Linked DNA regions of Mus musculus: region 2 is linked to region 1. The links are chromatin contacts, called in public Hi-C maps. All regions are on one chromosome and are shown on one strand. The core of a region is the stretch at or near the end of the contact, and the rest is flanking DNA. Distances in the headings are between cores, read along the strand shown. Region 1 overlaps Mamdc2 (MAM domain containing 2). Region 2 overlaps Gm34012 (a long non-coding RNA gene).

Region 1 (6,019 bases), core at 1,558-4,057:
TGACCTTATTCGAGGAGGTGTAACCTTGTTAGAGAACCTGTGTCACTGTGGAGGCATGGCTTTGAGGTCTTATATATATGTTCAAATATGGCCAGTGTGATCCATGCTCCCTTTGAATCAACTCTTGGCTCTCCCAGCACCATATCTGCCTGCATGCTGCCATGCTTCCCGCCATGATGATAATGGACTAAACCTCCTCTGACACTGTAAATCAGCTCCAATTAAATGTTGGGCTTTATAAGAGTTACCTTTATCATGGTGTCTCTTCACAGCAATAAAATTCTAACTAAGACAGTGATCACCTGTTTAACTGTGTCTTATGCACAGGGGCCATCCTTACATATCACCATAAATTTTAAGCACAACTCTGGAGAAAACATCTTTAGAAATTATCTCTACAAAGTAACCCTGCCTGAAATGTTTGTATCCCTGCCTGAAATGCAATTGCTACTGGGATATTTGCCACTATTTGAGCCCCCAAGAATAAAGCCACCACCTGGAATGCCACAGTGGTTTGGATACAATAGGGCAAACTATTAGGAGCATAGTCTGCAGTGTGGCAATGTGGGGATATGGAGGCATCAAGAAATTAGGTTGCTGAGGTGCCACCCCCTGGAAGGGATTGAGATAGTTCTCTTGGGATCTGGGTTTGTTCCTATGTGAGGGCTGTTAGGAAGAGTTAGCCTGGCCTCCCAGATCCTGTATGTCCCTTTGTACCATGTGACTGCTCCCTCTTCCAGTCATGAGCTCTTACCATCATGCTAACCATCATACTGTGACATATACAGAAGCTCTCCCACTGAGGCTATATGGTTGATACTATTGGATTTTTCAAACTCTAAAACTGTGAACTGGATGAAATATCCACTGTTGGCATTTAGTCTAGGCTCCACGCCACAGTTACCTGGCAATAGCCAGGTGTGCATGACTCATTATAAAAGGTGGCTGCTTGCCCCTCCTCTCTCTCTCTCTCTCTCTCTCTCTCTCTCTCTCTCTCTCCTCTCTCTCCCTTTCTCTGTCTCTACTACTGGCTTAACTCCACTCCCCATGCTCTAAATAAACTCTAGTCTATACTATACCATCCTGTGGCTGGTACCTGGGGGTGGGGAAGTGATGTCTCAGCATGGGCCCACAGAGGTACCCCCTTCCCCCACACCATACCTCTCCTCCACCAAACATATCCCTGGCTTTTCTGTATCTTTTTATAAAACACAACATCCACCCGTGGGTATTTTACTACAGCAAAAGCTCTTATGTTCTAAAACAAATGGCAAATGAGTTAGAAGTATTAAGTTCAAAGGAAACACTGCTCCCCAAATTCTGCACCCATTCCAAAGGAGCCAGTTCTAACAAAGGCACCATTTCCCTTACCACTGGCAGAAGGGACAAATGGCTCTCCGTGGTGCTTATTAGCATACTAAACACATGCTGGCCTTCAGGCTCCCTCAGTATCACAAGTGCCAGTTACACATTTCAGAGAGCATACTAGCATGTTGGTTCTTCTCATCCTGCTCTTTACCCTAAACTTCTCCAGCTCATGGGCTTCCTGCTGCCCCAGCTTCTCACTCTTCTTATAACTCTGTCATGTTGACCATACTCCCCTCTTTTGTCTTCCTTTCTTTGTCCTTTCTCCATGCTCTCTCTTTTTGCCCCTCTCTCTTGGTCTTTACTCACTTTCTTCAGCTCTTTCTCCCCTTGTCTCTCTTCTCATGGCCAAGTCCAGTCTGCTGGCCATGTTCAGTCTACTACTTTCTCTCTCTGCACTGTACCTTGGAGTGGTCATGCCTTCAGTTTATATAAGAAGGAGCCTCCATTCCAAATGATATAACTGATGTAAGGGTAATAAGTCCAGACTTCTTACTCTGGTACCCAGGTGTTGATTTTCAAGGTTCACCATAAGCTTTCAGACATCTGAATGCTTTGTAGGGGAGCACTATTTGCTTGCTTTTCAATCAGATTCTCCAAAGTCCCTAAGATCACAAGAGTAACACAGCGATAAGGACTGAGCTTTCAATGTCTGCTCAATGTTCTCTTGGCTCACATTGACGTAGTAAAGGTCCCTAGTCAATGAATGTAGGGCACAGAGCAGAACAACACAGATGAGATGCTGCAGGACTGGACTGGAAGATGGAGATTGTGGGACAGACCAGAGAAAAACAGAGCCCTTCCATTTCCAGTGTCATCTTGGTGAGATAAGAGTCACAACTAAACCAGAGTCATAAATGAACTCCTCCTGGTCCATTCAGGCACATCTCAGAACAATCACAGTACCCTTCAAGATGACTACAATAAAGTGAACCGCACGACAATATAAGTCAAGTGATTCTTTCCTACTGCACATAGAAGTTATGTTTGTAGAACTGGACTTGTTCAAGTGTACAGTAGCATTAACTAAAAAAACAATGCATGCCAATTTATTACAATACACTTTACTGCACCGAGGCTGAATCTCATTGACAGAATACTTGCCTGCCATGTGCACTGACCAAGGCCCTGAGTTCCATCCCCAGCAAGGCAGAGCGGGGAAAACTTACTTGCAAAAAATAAAAATGTTAGTGCTCATCTGTGCTTCTGGAAACAAGACATCAACAGACTTGCTGAGCACAAAACTTCCAGGAACCTTAAGAAACATAATGTCAAAGTCAAATGCCGTTGAGCAAAGTGCCATAAAATGATGCCGTTGATCTCTGAAAGCTGCTTGCGTCTTGCACATAATTCACATTATTTGAAAGCTGCTAACAGACTGTTTATAAATCACTGCAGAAGAGTGGGTTTTGTTTTTTTCCAATGGGTTCCTCCAATGTCTTTGGAGAAAGGCCAAAGTTCAATAACCCCATCAAGCAGTCCAAGAAGATGTTTTCCAGCTGCAAAGATCACACTGATGGTGAAGCACCCCTGTCAGTACCTGGACAAGTTATTCCACTCTGGAGAGAATTTCATCTTGCCCAGATCAGGGGAGTCTTCCCATAGGGGTTTGTTTTATTTTGCGGGTTTCTTGTTATTGTTTTATTTCGTACAACACTTTATTGCAAATATTCAGTGCTTCTCAGGTACAAGATGTACAAGCACCACAAATTCAAACACACTTGGCTTGTCAGAAGGCAAAACCGCCTTCTTTAAAACCACATATTTGTAAACACTTAACCTAGGAAATGAGAGCTGAACTCACTGACAGTCCATTTCTCATTTCCTCGCAGGGCTCTGTTGCATCTTAAATAGAAGCTAATAAAAATATGTTTTCATTTTGGGCTATGCCTTTCTAAGGCTTAGGTTTTAGTGTGGCTGAGATGGGAACACATGCGTGGTAATCTGCTGTTGATTCAAGACTTTGGGAATGCAGCTATTGAGATTAGAAATACAACATGGCCTGGTGGGGGGAAAGCCCACATTGGCTAGATGCAAACCCAGGGAAGCTTTACCAGAACAAAGACAGTTTCAACTAAAGTGTGAATATCAGTGCTACCGCCCAGAGATTTGCAGTTAGGGCCAGATGAGCCCCGGTTGCTATTGTAGAACATGTTTGAGAAGCACGAAGATGCCACTATTGGTCAAGCGTAAGCAAAATCATAGATTGAGACAACTGAGCAAGGAACTGGAATTTAAGATAACCATGAATCCTGAAGAGAAAGACCCTGGCCAGAATGGGAAATTTGATCCTTGGAAAGTTAGGTCCTGTCAGAAACTTCATACAGTGATAGAACCTGGGATCACTGAGAACCAAATTCTCTCTTTCTTTTAATGTTATTTTATTTGCTAGTCTAACTGAGACCACGAAAGCACATAGTGATCTTTGAGCAGATTCTCTGTATACACTTCTACCCTCATCTTTTTCATCCCTCTCCTCTCCTATTAGTTCCCAACTAAAAAAAAAAAGATACTTTATTTTCTGTGTCTGGTTTTGTTTTGAGACAGGGTCTTACTGAGTAACCCAGGCTAGGCTCCAATTCCTTCTACCAGACCCTCAGGTTCCACCACATAAGAGAAGCATACACTGCTTGTCTTTTCAGTAATGATAATATTGATGGCATCCACTAAATTGGCAGCAAACCTTCCATTATGTTTTACTCTTGAGCAGCCCCTAAAATAGTGGGAATGAGGCTTCTTTAGAACATATGACATTTGCATTCCTAAATTCAGTGGCCCAGCATCCCTGCTTTAGAGTGCATGCATTCACTCTGAAATATGCTTGAAGGAACTTTTAGAAAAATGTCAATTTCATGTTTTTCTCTTCCCTCGGCTTCTCTGTCTATTGATATCAGATCCTGTCTGAGCCCAGCCTCCCCTCCTCCTTATTGTTTTAAATTATCACTTTGGTTTCTTTCTGGAACTGCTGAGCCTTTGATACTTCCCCTATCCACAAATTCATAAATGGAAACGCTTTCCACCAGAGCTGACAAAAAAAAGTTACCTAAAGGCTATATAATGCAAATTCTTTCCATGGTTTTATGTTATTAATAAGTCACAATAAAAGCTATAGCTCACTTGTATAGGGACCATTACGTTTATAAAACATGGCCCAGCTTCAATCTCTGTTAATTGCACAGAAATCCTGGGGGATGACATAGTGAGGCAAACAGCAGCAGCTCAGCTCAGATAAGTTACTCAGCAGTCGCTCTGATGTCACGACATTAATGTGAGAAAGAATATGAAAAAGAATAGCCTGTAGACTTATATATAACTCATGCTTTGCTGCTTGATTAAGTTCCCTCTTGGTGAGCAGGTCTTAATTTCTCCTTGGAAGATGAAAAGTAACAGGCAGGTAGTTGAGCCATTGGTTCTTTACAAAAGAAAGCATTGGCAGTTTAGTATAATTTTTAAGTGCTAAGAGACATCTCAGCATTTAATTTCCATTTCCACTTGGATGGAAAAAAACAGGGTAGTTGCTTTGTTCTGGGAGCCCTTGGATGTAGGATGGTGCCAATCAGAAAAATTTCAGACTCATGAGTTGAAATCATGACAGCTTAGTTCAATCCAGTGCTGCCTCCTGGATCTTACTGTTTGTCTCTGTTACTAAAGAGAGTATAGCCCAGCATTACCAACCTTAGTTCTAGCAAACCAACTCTAATAAGTGCCTCCAGGTAGACCAGTACTCTCCTCTGGACCTTCTGAAAAGCACTATTGGTTGAGGAATTAGTTTTGGCCTTTTAAATTTTTGTCTATAGAACTCTATATTTTGGACTTTTTAGTATCATTATAAGGCTACTACAATTAAGAGGCTATTAATTTTAAATTATTTGACTGGTCACATTTTTGTTTTTAAAGCCAGCCACATAACAACATATTTATTGGAACGATTTCAATAAACCTTATATATTTAACCCTCACAATATTGACTTAAGAAAGTTGGGGGAGAAAACAAATAGGTATAGAAATATCAAGCAAAAATGAAAAATCAAACAAACAAATCCAAGAACAAAACCCAAATGCAGTATTTTAAAATAGGAAAATAACAAATGGAATAGGGACATTAGTCAAGGATCCATAGCAAATACATATAATAAGGTCAAGAAATGTTCTAATGCTTGAATATAGTTTACTATGTAGTCAAAAGTCAGATCACATTATAAGAAAATTATGTCACTATAAGACCTAGTCTTTCAAATCATTCAAATAATCAACCTATAAGAAGTTACTAAACAGTTTATTTGCTCAGTTTTCTACTTCCAGGGACTCAAGTTTTTGGATGTCTCTTAGTACTTGCAAGTTATACTAAATGTCAATGTTTTATTTTTAAAAGAACTGATGGCACAACTACCTGCCTCTTACCCTTCCTTTTCCAAAGACCTGCTCAGAAAAGAAGAAACACCTGGAACTGGAAACTTAGACATCTATCCAAAGCTAGAGAAGTCATGGGTCTTGGAGGAGAACCTACAACAGCCTCTTTACCAAAACAACATAATCCCCAACTACCTTCTAAATATTTGCTTTTGTACACACAGATAAGTGTGATCCTTGCCCCTCATCAAAGAAACTTCTCTTCTCTACAGATGGAGATCGTTATGGAAAACCACAACCAATC
Region 2 (6,019 bases), core at 2,538-5,037, 100 kb after region 1:
CTCTACCAAGGCATCTCACTCCAAAGACTGTGGGCCTCCAACACCAGATCAAACTCTTCTACCAAGAATCCCAACTACATGACAGGCAGACACACAGCTTCACTTTTCCCTAGCCTTCAAGAAAACACCTTCCTTCATTTGGAAGAGTCGGTAGGAACTTAGACATATGACTCTGGTAGCTTAGATCTTGAAGGGCATTAATAATCCAAGTTAGAAAGAGTGATTAAAGTGTCAGCCCCATTCATAGGACTCTCAAAAAAATTGCTCATGCATTAATGCTTACAGCAGGAATAAACCAGTTAAAATCAGACCCCTGTCTATAAATCTGGTTATTTGGCATTTCTTCACATTCCACAAGCTACTCCTCATCTTTGTAATTCAGTGACAGGCTTAAGTTAGTAAACTAGGCCAGACCACAAAACAATGGTCCAAACTTGAGGATCAACAAGAATAATGACTGAGATGATGTGTACACACTTTTACTCTGGTTTACTCCCAGATCAGCTCAACTGGCAAACAAACAATAATGTTAGAAAAGCAAGCATGAGCAAATAAATACTAAGCCTTGCCAGGGCAGAGGCTGAGATCCCAGGTCACAGTATCCCGTGCAAAGTGACCATCTTCCCTTTAAGCCTTTAGGCTATGCTGAGGACCACACTGATGTCCAAAGGCCTAATTGTTAGCATGGAAGAAGAGCTTGCTTCTTCATAATGGCCTATTTCCCACAGGTCTCTGTAGAACCTGGAGGAAATTTGGTCATGCCATCTTATTGTCAGTTAAAGCTCAATTCTGTCCCTTGTGACCAAACATCCTATTAGGCACAGCTGAATTCTATTTAGTTCTCCATAATCCAAGATTGGCATTGGTTCACAATGTTTCACTCTGCTCTATTTTGTCTACCTTCTAAATTTATTGTGTAGAATACATGTTTACACATATCTTTAACCATCTCATCAAGTCAATAAGGAAGTGTTATTCTGTTATTCAAATGAGAACACAAAGGTTTGTGTGAGTGGTGTGTACATGTGTAAGTGGACTTTACTGGTCCATCATTACAAAGCTGTTGTGCTATAAAGAACAAGAACTCAAACCCAGAGCCATTTGACTTGAGTGTATATATTCCATCTGTTTCCTACTTTGTCAAGCTTCTGGTCATAGCATTGATTCTATTGCACACACTTATACAGCCTCTGATCCTCTTGGGCTCCTTTCTGTTTTTTTTTTTTTAAGAAGAAAGTCTAAACTATACCTCTCCACAAGATTGTTGGGGCAGAGTGAATAAGAGAAGGAGGAGGATATTAGGGTGGATTCTAGGAACTGCCAACAATTTGTCTGCTTCTGTTCATCTGTTTTCAATGACTACCTATTTTTCTTGTTTTTCTTAAACAACTAACAAATTGTCTCTGTTTTAGACCTATAAATTCTCCTACACATCCCAAGCCAATGAAAAGCCCCTGAGGGATGAGTGCGTAGCTACTGATCTTACATCTGTGTGCATTCATTTGCCCATTGATCTCTACAATTGTTCTGCAAACCTTCAGTGACAGCCCCTCTTCATGTTCCTGCCAAAACATCTCCTCCATGATAGTAAGTTGCCAGAATCACCATCATTAGTGGAAGATAGTTATTGCTGATTTTCAAGCTCTCAAGTAGCCTGAGAGACTGGCATGGGATTTCTTTTGTTATGTTTCCCGGATCCTAAGTGTGTTCTACTGGCCAGTGTGAAGCCAGAGAGAATGACAAACTTCCCCAGGTCCAGCTGCATTGATGCCCTGGATTTGGGTCATTTAGATGATCTAGAACAAAATTGTCAACAAAACAACCCTGTAATAGACGCCCTTCCTTAACCTCCAGAGCACAGGTTTCCACCTCTGACAAAGGGACTGACTGGATTCTGTGTACAGAAGTAGCTCCCTATGATCTAATGCTGCCTGCTGCATGGCCACTAAACTGTTAACTCCTTATAACGTCTTGCATCTGAAGGAGGAAGAGGTGGAAAGGAAAATCACATTACTTCAGGCCTTGTAGAAAAGAAAAGAAATTTAAAATGATACAATGTAAACTGGGATAGCAGAGTATTCATCTCAACAGGTTTGCAGTCACAACTGAGATTTGAGGACAAAAGCCAGAGTATTTGTAAGAGAACAGGTTGCTGCCTTCACCAGCCACCCATATATCACACCGTGGTGGCAATGAAAGAGACTGGAGCTCTAGAGTGAGCTGCATCCTCCCTCCTCCCTCCTGACTCAGCTTCTTCCTCCATCTCCAGTAACCTTGTAAGTGTGAAATGAAGCCCACTGCTCCACGTCCTCTGACTTCATTAGCTCTTCTGCCATGGGCCTATATTATGTTTGTAGCATTCTCTCATGAGCTGAATAACATGACAGAAAAGGTAGGGATGGAGAAAACACCAAGACAGATGCCAGAGACTCAGCCCCAAGACACCACCAGTAGAACACCTTGAATTGATCATTACAAAGTTACAGATAACTGGAAAATGCTGTCTGATAAATAGGGGCAAATTGAATGCATCCCTGTCCTGTGCAGCCAGAGCCCCTGGCAAGAATTGCAAAGATAGCTCAGTCAACGAACATCGAGTGTCACAAGCATTAGGGTCTGGATCCCCAGCAGCCAGCCATGGAAATAGCTGGGCATGGTGGCATAGCATGAGCTTGTAATCCCAGTGCTGAAGAAGGAAAGACAGTACGATCCTTAGGGCTCGCTGGCCAGTCAGTCTAATGTAATTTGTTTGTAAGCTCTGGGCCACAAAGACCCTGTATCAAAGTGTGTGGGTGTCCATCCTGAGGATCACATCTAAGGTTATCTATGTGATTACATATCACATGCACCTCCATACATAGTCATGAACACACCCAAGGCAGGAGAGAACCCTAACCACGCCCTACATCATATTTGTTTACAGTTTTCTTTATATGTGGAAACAACTGACCAAAATGATACTTCCTTTCTGTTTAATAGTTTAAGGTTCAGTTCAATTTGGGGCATACTATAAAACTGAGAGTCTGGCTAATTGTGGATTTGCCCCCAAATCTCTTAGAATCCCCCCAGAATTAGCTATGTAATCTATATATGATCTCATAGACTCAGATGGGAATAACCCACTATGAGAAAAAAAAATCAAAGGAAAGCCACATTTTAAGCAAAATGCTGTAGTTTGAGGAGTGTCTGTGCCAGTTTCCTGCTCATCCAATCTGCTTTTGTTGTATAGTCCTTCAACTTTAGAGATAGCATCTTGTCACTTCTTTTAAACATTATTTTTCCAGCCACTTTTGGCTAAGATGGTTGAGGTTAGCACCTCTGTTTGAACAGCTGTGGTACATTAGGGGAACAATGATTCTTCCCGGCTTCTGGAGGTGGAGGAACCTTGACAAAATAGCCTCCAGTCCCTTTCCTTTTCATCCAGAGGTATTTAACCTTGGCCTTGTACCCTTTCATTCAACTCTTCATTCTAACCTTCTATAAACTGTTCTCAAACCAGGTTCCCCAAGGAACGTGGGTTCACCTGGCCACCCGCTTGGAATTTCCAAATTTTTATTGCATGGACAGGGCTTGTCATTAAAGAACCAGGGAACTGGCCTTCAAACTACTGCTCTGTGACATTAGTGAGTACTGGCCACCAGTAGGGATGCTTCAAAAATCACTATGAAGCAAAGAGGCACAAAAAGCTGACTGTCAGCCAGGAATGAAATAGGTTACGTTTGGGCAGATGGTTAATGTTAGGAGGAATGGTGTCCAGACTCATGACCCTCTTTTTCCTTAGCATCAGTGTCAACAAAACAAGGCAGCCTGACTCAGGCGCTTGAGGTGAAGGAACTGTGGTATTCTGCTCTGAGCTCTCCTCATGTCTCTTTCCTATCAGCCATCTGTCTATTGTCTGTTGACCGTTACCACATGACTGGATTGTTCCTGTGATGGGAGTTACATTTTTCTGCCTAATTGGATTTTTTTTTCATTGTTAGCTTCTACATTCATCAGAGTCATGAAAAACATCTCTACAGTCTAGAAAAATGAAACATTGCATTTTGGTTTCCACTTTTCCCTCCAAAGGAAATTGATATTTTTAGAACGTCTCTTCTGATTTATAATCATGATAATTGCACACTGTGTTAGACTGATGGTCCTTTTTTTACCTCTGTCGGTAAATCCAGGGGTTGATTCAGTAGTCCACATTGACTGAAATAATAAAGAGCATTCCCATAATGTTATTTTCCTCTCCCTGTGTGGGTACTTGGAATAGTACAGAAAGCATAGACATCATTATGGTCGAAGGGAGGATGAAGAAGAGTGTGATAGCTCACCCTGCCTTCTCCTTCTCAGCTGTCTTGGAAGCCAAACTGTAATAAAGGACATCTTCATGTGTTCAGAGTTGCCCAGCAATGGTTGTGTCTCCCAAAGGTTGCATCAAAAGGCATCACTATGAAAAGAAAAATAGAACTACACAGAGCCACGAGCATTAAAGGTCATACCTAAACTCGGTGCACATCTAACTAGATGCCACATAATTACACAGCAAAACAAACATGAGCACTGACGAGTTTAATGTTTTCACAGTACTCACTTTGGAAAAATACAAATGTTAAGTCCACCATCGCACATGGCCACACACACATTTTTTTTCTTCCCATGGAGGAATATTCTTGTAACGTATTGAATAATGTCATCTGTGCTTGACTTAAAAGAGACTGACCAAAAGGACCAAAGAATTGGGTTCTGTCTTAGTGTTTCTGTAGCTTAAGCCAAAGTCAATTATAATCTCACTCTATCCCAAATATGAGCCCATGAACTTTTTAGTTTGAATAACATCTCCTTTGTGTTTATCTCTGTCATTACATGCGCCATCACTTTGCCCAAGACAAGCTACAAAACTTCAGGTTTAGCTTAGTTTAAGTCCTATCTTCAGTTGTGTAGACTTCATTTCTAAGAATTCAGCCAACTGCAAATAAAAACTATGTGGAGGGAAAACTGGTGTCTAAACCAAACTCGAACAGTTTTCTTTTAATTGTTCCTTCAACAATACATAGCCATGGCTATTTATATAGCATTTACATTGTAATAGGTTTTGTAAGTAATCTCAAAATGATGTCAAGTTCAGAGGAGGTCATGTATGGGTTAATTGCCAATACTATACCATTCTAAAGAAGAGATTTGATTGACTGCAGTCTGACACCCACGGGGAAAGGAAAGCTCTGAAAACCGTCCTCTGCATACTGGAAAGCTGCATTCAATTTTGGATAGCACCACCTGTATGAAACCTTGTTAGGTGTTGTAGGAGATAGAAGGACGTATATAAAACAGCGCCAAACTTGGTAGAGCGAGACATGTCCACACATGAGAAAAGAGTTAAGGAAATGCCATGTCAAAGCTAAAGGTTCTAAGCATCACTCTGGGTCTGTAAAGAGGAAGGCTTCAGAACAATGAGGATGTTGTAGACTTCACCCTGCAACCATGGCAGGAGCAAAGGTTAAATGCTTCAGAAAGACCCAGAGGAGATCATTAAAGAATCCCAGCAAAGCCCCTGGACTCTTGCCTTCCTCATGCTCTGGTGGTTGTTCCTTCATTTCTGCATTTTTATTGCCCATGCATGAGAAGTTTGAATGACAACAATAGCAACTTGGTAGGGTTTTTTTTTTCCCTTAGATCCATTGCATGCCAGCAACAATATATGTACTTTATATATTTTAACTTACTTAATTCTAATAATTGTATAGGTAAATCCCATCCTTAGGTACATCTTAAAGATGATGGAAAAACACAGAGATGTATCTAATTCCGCCAATAGTTAGACATGAGGTAATTGAAGGCCAACATTCTATCTGGCCCCAATGGTAGACCCTAGTCCATCCAGTGTGTTAGTAGGTCAGGACATAGGTGGCCTAGTTGAGGGAGAGATGCCTTCCCACTATTGCCTCTCACTGAATGTGGCAGGTAGGAGAGCAGGACTCACAGTCATGAAACCAAGAGAGCTGGCTCTGCTCGTCACCATCTACAGCACTCAGGG

Evidence for each region. Hi-C and Micro-C count contacts between places; a contact is called where the count stands out from the background.
Region 2: a contact with region 1 is called in a Hi-C map of uterus, with 6 times the contacts expected there. A contact is called at or near these places in 8 of 484 Hi-C or Micro-C datasets (bone marrow-derived macrophages, embryonic stem cells, reprogramming fibroblasts and 2 more), 5 of 130 datasets of targeted methods (the NIH/3T3 cell line, embryonic stem cells, fibro-adipogenic progenitors and 2 more) and 1 of 9 other capture datasets (embryonic stem cells).

Annotation. Positions count from the first base shown.
Region 1 is chr19:23,407,829-23,413,847 of GRCm38.p6, forward strand. All of the region lies in intron 2 of Mamdc2 (MAM domain containing 2), which reads right to left. Among named protein-coding and RNA genes, the nearest start is that of Mamdc2, 37 kb to the right of the region's middle.
Region 2 is chr19:23,511,739-23,517,757 of GRCm38.p6, forward strand. The region is part of intron 1 of Gm34012 (a long non-coding RNA gene); the gene reads left to right. Among named protein-coding and RNA genes, the nearest start is that of Gm34012, 18 kb to the left of the region's middle.